Regions from separate parts of the Sus scrofa genome. Here region 2 is linked to region 1. The links are chromatin contacts, called in public HiChIP or PLAC-seq maps. All regions are on one chromosome and are shown on one strand. Each heading gives the region's core, a stretch centred on a gene start, on an enhancer-like site or on the middle of the called end of the contact. The rest is flanking DNA. Distances are from core to core; before and after follow the strand shown.

Evidence for each region. HiChIP or PLAC-seq counts read pairs in DNA pulled down with a chosen protein or histone mark.
Region 2: a contact with region 1 is called in an H3K27ac HiChIP or PLAC-seq map of alveolar macrophages. The contact joins the promoter of PYROXD2 here to the promoter of R3HCC1L in region 1. A contact is called at or near these places in 1 of 5 promoter capture datasets (liver) and 2 of 2 datasets of contacts at active chromatin or transcription factors (alveolar macrophages and skeletal muscle).

The regions. Positions count from the first base shown.
Region 1 is chr14:109,482,531-109,486,111 of Sscrofa11.1, forward strand. R3HCC1L (coiled-coil domain-containing protein R3HCC1L) reads left to right here and starts at 1,575. Exons shown (of 7, transcript XM_001929141.7): 1 at 1,575-1,675.
Region 2 is chr14:109,728,684-109,732,264 of Sscrofa11.1, forward strand. PYROXD2 (pyridine nucleotide-disulfide oxidoreductase domain-containing protein 2) reads right to left here and starts at 1,776. Exons shown (of 13, transcript XM_021072312.1): 1 at 1-1,776. The coding sequence starts at 128. HPS1 (HPS1, biogenesis of lysosomal organelles complex 3 subunit 1) reads right to left here. Exons shown (of 19, transcript NM_001098587.1): 18 at 3,131-3,213; 19 at 2,405-2,634. The coding sequence ends at 2,472.

The sequences.
Region 1 (3,581 bases), core at 325-2,824:
CCACTGTAACAGGCCAGGAATCAAACTCTTGCGTCTGCAACAACCTGAGCCACTGCAGTCAGATTCTTAACCCACGGTGCCACAGAGGGAACTCCCAACTGAGTTTGCTTTGAATGCAGCAGAGGAGAGTAAGACAGGGTAGAAGTTAGGGGAAGAGTTTTCCAGAGGAACAATTTATGCAGTTCAGCTGTTCTGTAAATCTAGAAGAATATGGGAGGGAGTGGGAGGACATTTGCTCCTGACAGGCTTTGTCTGATAGGCTGAGGAGGTATGCTGATTCACACCCTGGGCTAGGGTGGGTGGCAGAGGGAAAGGGAAAGGAATTGATTACTTTTCCTGCATAATAATTCCTGCATAATTCACAGCTGGTAATTGTGTGGGTTTGTTATTGTTGGTTTCATTTTTTGGTATGGAATCATTTGATTAATACCTGCCTCTTCCAAGACACTGTAAACTCCGCAAAGGCAGGGACTGTCCTGTTCACTATTATTTTCTCAGTACACAGCACAATGCTTGGTACACAACAGGCAAAAAATACATCTTATTGAATGGTGAAATCACCTGGGAAATTTTAAAAACATGCCCATGTCCACCAACCCTGAAATAAGATCTGCTATAAATTCTCTTCCCTGAACCTCAGAACCACAACTTGTGTCAGGATAGAGAGTAAGTAGTGGGGCTGGCGTCCATTTTTTGTAAAAACCACCCAAGAGATTCACTTTCATTCCTCTTCCCAAAACCAGTCAAGTGGATCCTTTAAAGCCAATCAATGTGACATGATTAAATTTGCTGGTTGCATAAATAGGGAGGACTCCACAGACATGCTGAAGTGCTGGGACCAGTAAGGAAGTCTGCGTAGTAAGCAGGTAAGAAATGACCTGGTCTGGTTTAAATCACTGGTGGTGGGTGTGAAGAGGGAAGAGATTTAAGAGATAACTCTGGAGTAGAATCTAGGCAATTTGGTGACCTTTTGGACGTTGAGTGGAAGAGAAAGTGAGACAGAGGAAAGAACCTAGGTTGAAGGCTGGAGTGAATATTAGCAGACAGGAAGGGGAGGAGAGTCACTTTTGAAGTTGCTACATTCGAGATGTCTGTGGGACGTGAGGGGACACAAATATTCTGGAGAACACTAATGTTTGAAGCAGGCTAGAAAACGAATTCTTGAGGAAGACGGAGAAGAACGACTTGAGAGGAAGAAGGAAAACCTGGATAGCGTCAAAACATAAGTAACAATGTGCAACAGTATCAAGTGATTTCTAAAGCTTAGGTTAGATGCCCTGAAATACCTCCACTGAGTAATGGCAACATGGGCACTTTCGGGGGCGGGGAGCAGAAGCCGCGGACTACTTTTTCAAGAAACTTGGGGCGAAGACAAGAGTAGGGTTGGTAAGATTAAGTGGGATATGACTTTCGAGCACATTTATAGCTGAGAAGGGGGAGGCGGTCCGAGCGGACAGGAGGACAAACATCTCCCTGCTTGCATCATTTTGCCAGCTCCTCCCACCACGTGACCAGGAGGCCGTCCCCGGGGGCCGGGCCTCGCGGAGACTACAGCCCCCAGAAGGCCCCGCGGCGCTCGGGGGCGGGGCCGAGGCCTGGCGCGCGCCCGGGCGGCGCGAGCGGAAGAGCAAGAGCTTCGAGGAGGCTGCGGAAACGGAGACCGACTGCACCCCTGGTAAAGAGCTGCCCCGCGTCCCTGTCCCTTCCTTCCTCCGCACCTTGGGCTGGGGCTGGTCGCCTCTACTTCTCCCCTTACACTTGGGACAAGCTTCCTTTCCCTTTTGTGTGTTACCGGTATTTTTCTCCTCACGTGACGTGTGGGGCTAGCCCCTGCCTGGGGCGGAGGTTTCTGGGAAGCTCCCGCCCTTCGACCCCTGCGGGCCTTGTGTTGCGGGGGAAACCTTTGAAGGCCCTTTTTGCCTCCTAGGGCTGCTTACCTGCTTTGGGCCCTTCCTCAGGTACTCCCTGCGGAGGGGCCGTACCTTTCCTGGGTTTCAACAGGTACTGAGCCGGGTCGTGGCGACCCCCCTCTCCGCCCAGGAGTATTGGGTTATGGGCCTCGGGGGCTGCCCCAGACGACCACCGGGCTGTGGGCGATTTCAGGGCACGAGTCTCTGGAGGGAGTCCGCTGCGCCGACTGGGAGCCCCAGGCTATGGGCTGGGAGTGAGCCGTCTTTACGAGAGGGTGTATTTCCTGGTTTTCTTGGGCCGCCTTCAGAAAACTTCAAGTCCGATTATTAAAGTTTTCCTCATCAGTAAAGCCAACTCTAAGAGTTGAGTAAGGAAAGAAGCAGGGGATTTGAAGTCTGATGTCTTGGGAAGAGCCTTGGGTCTGCCACTTGCTGGGCTTGTGATCTTTTATAGCCCGTTTGTCGTGGCCTCGGTTTCCCGATCTGAAAAATGGGGGTACTTGTCTTAGAAGCTTGCCTGCCTTCCAGTGTTTTGGGCTTCGGCGGAAGTGACCCGTGTGGGAAAGCACGTTTCAGATATAACAACCTTACTATCTTTTTTTTCCCTCCAGCCCAGGTCAGTTGAACTTTAAAACCACATTCATGTCTTTATGAACTTGATTTATAAACATGATCGTGATCAGTTGAATTAGTTAATAAACAGGGGAAAAGTGTCTTTGCAAAAGAATGTGAGCCAAACAAATGTTCTTATGCCCTGTTCTGAGTGAAGCGGTGACATTAGGGCCTGTCACCTTTGGGGTCAATTTAAAACTTCATCTGGGTTCAAAGGTCCACCAGAGTTTTGGAGACTTCCCTTCCACCAGGACTCTTAGAGCCAGTGTTGCTTCCCTCTTGTTTTGTTATAACTTCCCTTCAGCACTACACTGGTGCAAGTAGTCCAGAAAGTGCTTATTGTTCCTCAGATGTGGCGCTAAGCTAACGCCTGTCTCCAGCAGGTCTAGTGACTTTTTTTCCTTTTCGCACACTGCTTGTGTTAAACCTAGCTCTGAGTCTAACACGGTTCCACTTACCTAGCTATACTAGGTAATAAGAAGGAGATATATGTGTTAGAAGTGCGTGTTTCCTGGTTTCTATTCTGGCAGTTTAGCTCTGTGTTTAAGGAGGTAGGCTTTTGTCTTATTTCTCCCCTTGTAGAGAAAGGATTTTACAGTCAACTTTTTGTGGGTTTGGAGGTGTAGTTAGTTGGTAATCATGTATTTATGCTAAAATCATTGGTTCAGAAATACTTGCGTGTGGTTTGGTCTAAAAACAGAGGATGGCAGTACAGTGATTTAGTTGAATGTACAAAGTTGAACAAATTTGAGTTCAAATTCTGGCGCCTGGTGCTGCGACTTCTAGTTTATGATGTTCAACAAATTATTTGACCTCTCTCAGCCTATCTATAATTTCTGAAATGAAGATAATAGCATTTACCTCATAAGGTGTCTATAAGGATTAAATAAGATGTGAATACAAAGTAATGCCTGCTCATTGTTTTGTTGCTCTTGTAGTTGATGACTGATGATGGTAAAAAATGATATTTTTGGAGTTCCCATCATGGCACAGTGGTTAACGAACCCGACTAAGAACCATGAGGTTGTGGGTTCGATCCCTGGCCTGCTCAGTGGGTTA
Region 2 (3,581 bases), core at 526-3,025, 250 kb after region 1:
GCTCCTATCACCACCGCGTCGTACTCAGACTTCAGGCGTCCCCGGGTGGTGTCTGAGTGAGCTTGTCTCCAAGCAGGGTGGGGAGAGGCACGCACGGCCCTGCTGAACCCTTGGCCACATGCAGCCATTTCTGCCCAGGACTAGGCCAGGAATTTTGCTTGCAATCAGCTTTTTGGGCCTCTCCAGGCAGGGGGAGGAGCAGAGTGAGAGCAGGAAGAGAGGAGGAGCTGAGGCCCAGCTGCGGAACTTGGCCTCGGGCCATGACTGAACAGAGGACACTGAGCTGCCTGGGTGGCAGGCCCAGTCCCCTTGGGGCAGAGCTGTGGGAGAGGGCCTGGTAACCCGGCGGAATTGGTGCTGTCTCCAGGCCTCTAGAGAGTGCTCTCTGCACTGGTAATCCCCCAGGGCTCCTGGGGGGCCCAGGTGCTCAGTCATGCAGCTCCTCGTGGAAGCCCCAGAGGAGGGGCGCTGAGGCTTTTAAATGTGCCAGCTGAGCTGGGCGTGGAAATCCGAGCACAGAGACCCAGATCAGACTCTGCTCCAACTCCCTGTCCCTCTGGCTTGTAGGGGTAGCTACTCCATCCCCACAGCAGGCTCAGGGGCAGTGCCCGAAGGCCTCGGGGACCCCAGAGAGCCATGTGTCCTCCCCTAAATGCTTAAACACCAGCCGCTTCACAGGCTCCTGCAAAGCTGGAAGGGCTTGGGGGCCCAGCTCAGCCGTCTGTGATTCTTGGGGTTCTCCTTTGTCTTTCGAAGGCCTGAACACTTCTCTTGTCTTTTGGCACCTTTCCCATTTTCCAAGAATCCTCCAGGATGGAAGAGCACATCTGTAAATACCTTCAGCTAAACAAACACTCACTGCCCTCTGGCCTGTCCTGACTCAGGGGTCTCTTGGCTTGCTGCCCATTGGTCAGGCTGCCTCCCACCCAGGAAAAAAGCAGCTCAGGGGCTCCTGTAACTGCTCTGGCACCTGTCAGTGTTGTGCAAACCCACCACCAGAACTGCACCCCAGACTCAGCAGAATCAGGAGAGGACGTGGAAGGTTGCCTCTGGGTGTGGATTTCTGGGGCCTCTTCTACTCGACTCAGACACCTCTCCACCCACCACAGCAAGTTTACACTGCACGTGCGTCTGCCAACAGCCAATTCAGGATCTCCCCCAGCCCCATGCGAATTAAAATACGGAAAAACTGGGGGGACTAGTTAAACCTGACACATCACATCATGCTGCTGCTAAAAATGAAGGGAAAGGGAAAATACTATTTGACAGAAGTGAGCACCCGAAACAGCAGCAGCCTCCCAGACTTAGTCTTTCCTTTGCACTTCTTATATTTTCTACAACTGTGCTTTAAATTCCTGTCCACAAAGTCATGATGTTAAGGAGAAGTAGTCCTTGTCGCCTCGTGACTCTGTCCCCCGCTGCCACCTTGGGAGGTGTGGTTCTAGGTCCTTCAGGACCTCTGTCTCCGCAAGTTGCTCACTTAACGGGAAAGAACAGTCTGCTCTGCGTGAATTTCAGCTTAAGGCTCAAGGCACAGAAGGCCTGGCTGCTGTCTGTGTGTCACACATGAACCCACAGCTTTGCTGGGCCGTGCCTGCTTCTGCCACCTCTATTCCCTCTTTCCCAGCCAAGCCTCTCGGCCCGAGAGCACCAGACGCCCTAGCCCCGGGCTCTGATGGCCTCTTGCCCTTGTGTCTGTCCCTGGGGAGGGAACTTCTAGGTTGGAGGAGGGGCTGTGCCCCTCAGGCAGTGTTCTCAATCCAGGGCACACCAGGACCACCCGGGAAGCTTTGAACAACCTCAAAACCTGGGATCACTGGACCGAGGGACCTGAAATCTCTGGGGCGGGGCTGGGGCACGAACCAGGAACCAAGACGAGCATGAAGAGGCCACCAAACAGGACCAGCAGCTTGAACAGTAATGGTAACTGGGACCGGCATTTATTGAGCACCTGCCACATGTCCAGCAGGCCCAGGACCATCCTGAGAGGGGGTGCTGTCATCTGAACACGGGGAGCCAGGTCTAGAGGTGGGGAAGCCTGCCGAGAGGCGCAGAGATGATGTGGCAGAGCTGGGGTTTAACCCAGCCGGGAGCACCTTTGGTTTGGGGGGGAACTGGCTTCCTGAGGGCGCTCTCTCCACTGAGAAGGGCAGATACCCGCAGGTACCGGGGACTTTCTCCAAAAGGGGGCTGCCCCAGCTCTACCCTCACGGTCGCTGCTGTTCTGAGACTGAAGGAATACTCTGGCCTCCCCTCCTCCAGACAGAAAGGTTTGGGGATTTGCTCGTTACTGGGGCTGAGGCTGGTCAAGGTGGAGTTTCTTTAAGAAAGCTTGGGGCCTCCCTGGACTGTGACGTCCTCAGGTGGCTGCTATGAGGAGGAGGCTCTCATCATGGGGACATACGCAAGCAACGTGGGCCTGGAGAACAGGGGGCACAGGCAGATGCACGGGAGCACCCCCCTCCTCTGGCCTAGGGCAGGGGCATGCGCGAGGCCTCCCCCAGGCGCCGGGCCAGCTCAGCTGCCTGCCGCACCAGCACGTCCGTGGGGATGACTGACAGGTGGAGGGCCAGCAGTTCGTGGCACCTGACGGCCTCGGCGGGGTGGCCCTTGCTGTAGTACCGCAGGAGCTTTCTGGGGAGACAGGGGCAGGATTCAGAAAGGAGCCAAGGCCATGGGCCTCTCCAGGCACCTTGCAGGCACTGGGTCACCTCACCAGGCCCTAGCACTGGGCCAAAGAGGCCTCCCCTGCCCCTTGCTGACCCAACCATACGAGGCTTGGCCCCAGGCTGTCACGGCCCACCCCTTTGGGTCCTAATCCTGGAGTGGGGTCTGCTGGAGGGCAATGCCCCAGTACAGGCACCACAGAGCCAGCAGGGCAGGACATCCGGAGCCCAGCAGAGAGGTTTGCAAATGCTGCCTCGAGCGTCAGCAGGAAGAAGGGCAGGAACCCCAGTGAGCTCCCCACTCTTCCTCTCACTGAATGCCAGGCTGGGAGGAGCTTCTAACAAGGGGGGATCAAGGGGGGGGGACATTCCTGAAGGAGGGGCTGCTCCCTCTGTGGGGACTGGCACTCGTCTCCCATCATCTGTCCCCGTGTGTCCCCAGCGGCCCTCTGGATCGGTGTCACCTGTAGTAGTCTCCTCCCAGCATGCCGACGGGAGCTGAGTCGTCAGACAGGACAGGCACCTCGATGATCTGGAGTTTGTGGCCCTGGGGAAGGAGGAAGGGCTTTCTGAATGGGGAGGCGGTGGGTGTGGTGGAAGAACGTGGGATTGAGTAGCCGTACTGGGTCCGAGGCCGGGCCCAGCCCTGTTTGGTGTGCACTTGGTCCTGGGAAAATGCGTGGACCTTTTTACCTGTCTTCCCACCTGTGAAGCAGGAAAACCAATAATCTCGCAAAGAACATCAGACCTGATGAATATGGAGCTCCGAGCTTCGTGCCTGGCACGTGGTAGCTCTCGTTCCCATCAACCAGGGAACCTGGGTCAGCAACGGGCATGTGTGTAGGAGGGCGACCCAGGGGCATGTCGGGAAGAGCAGAGCGCTGCCAAAAGGCCGAGCCTCTCTCTGAAAGCACT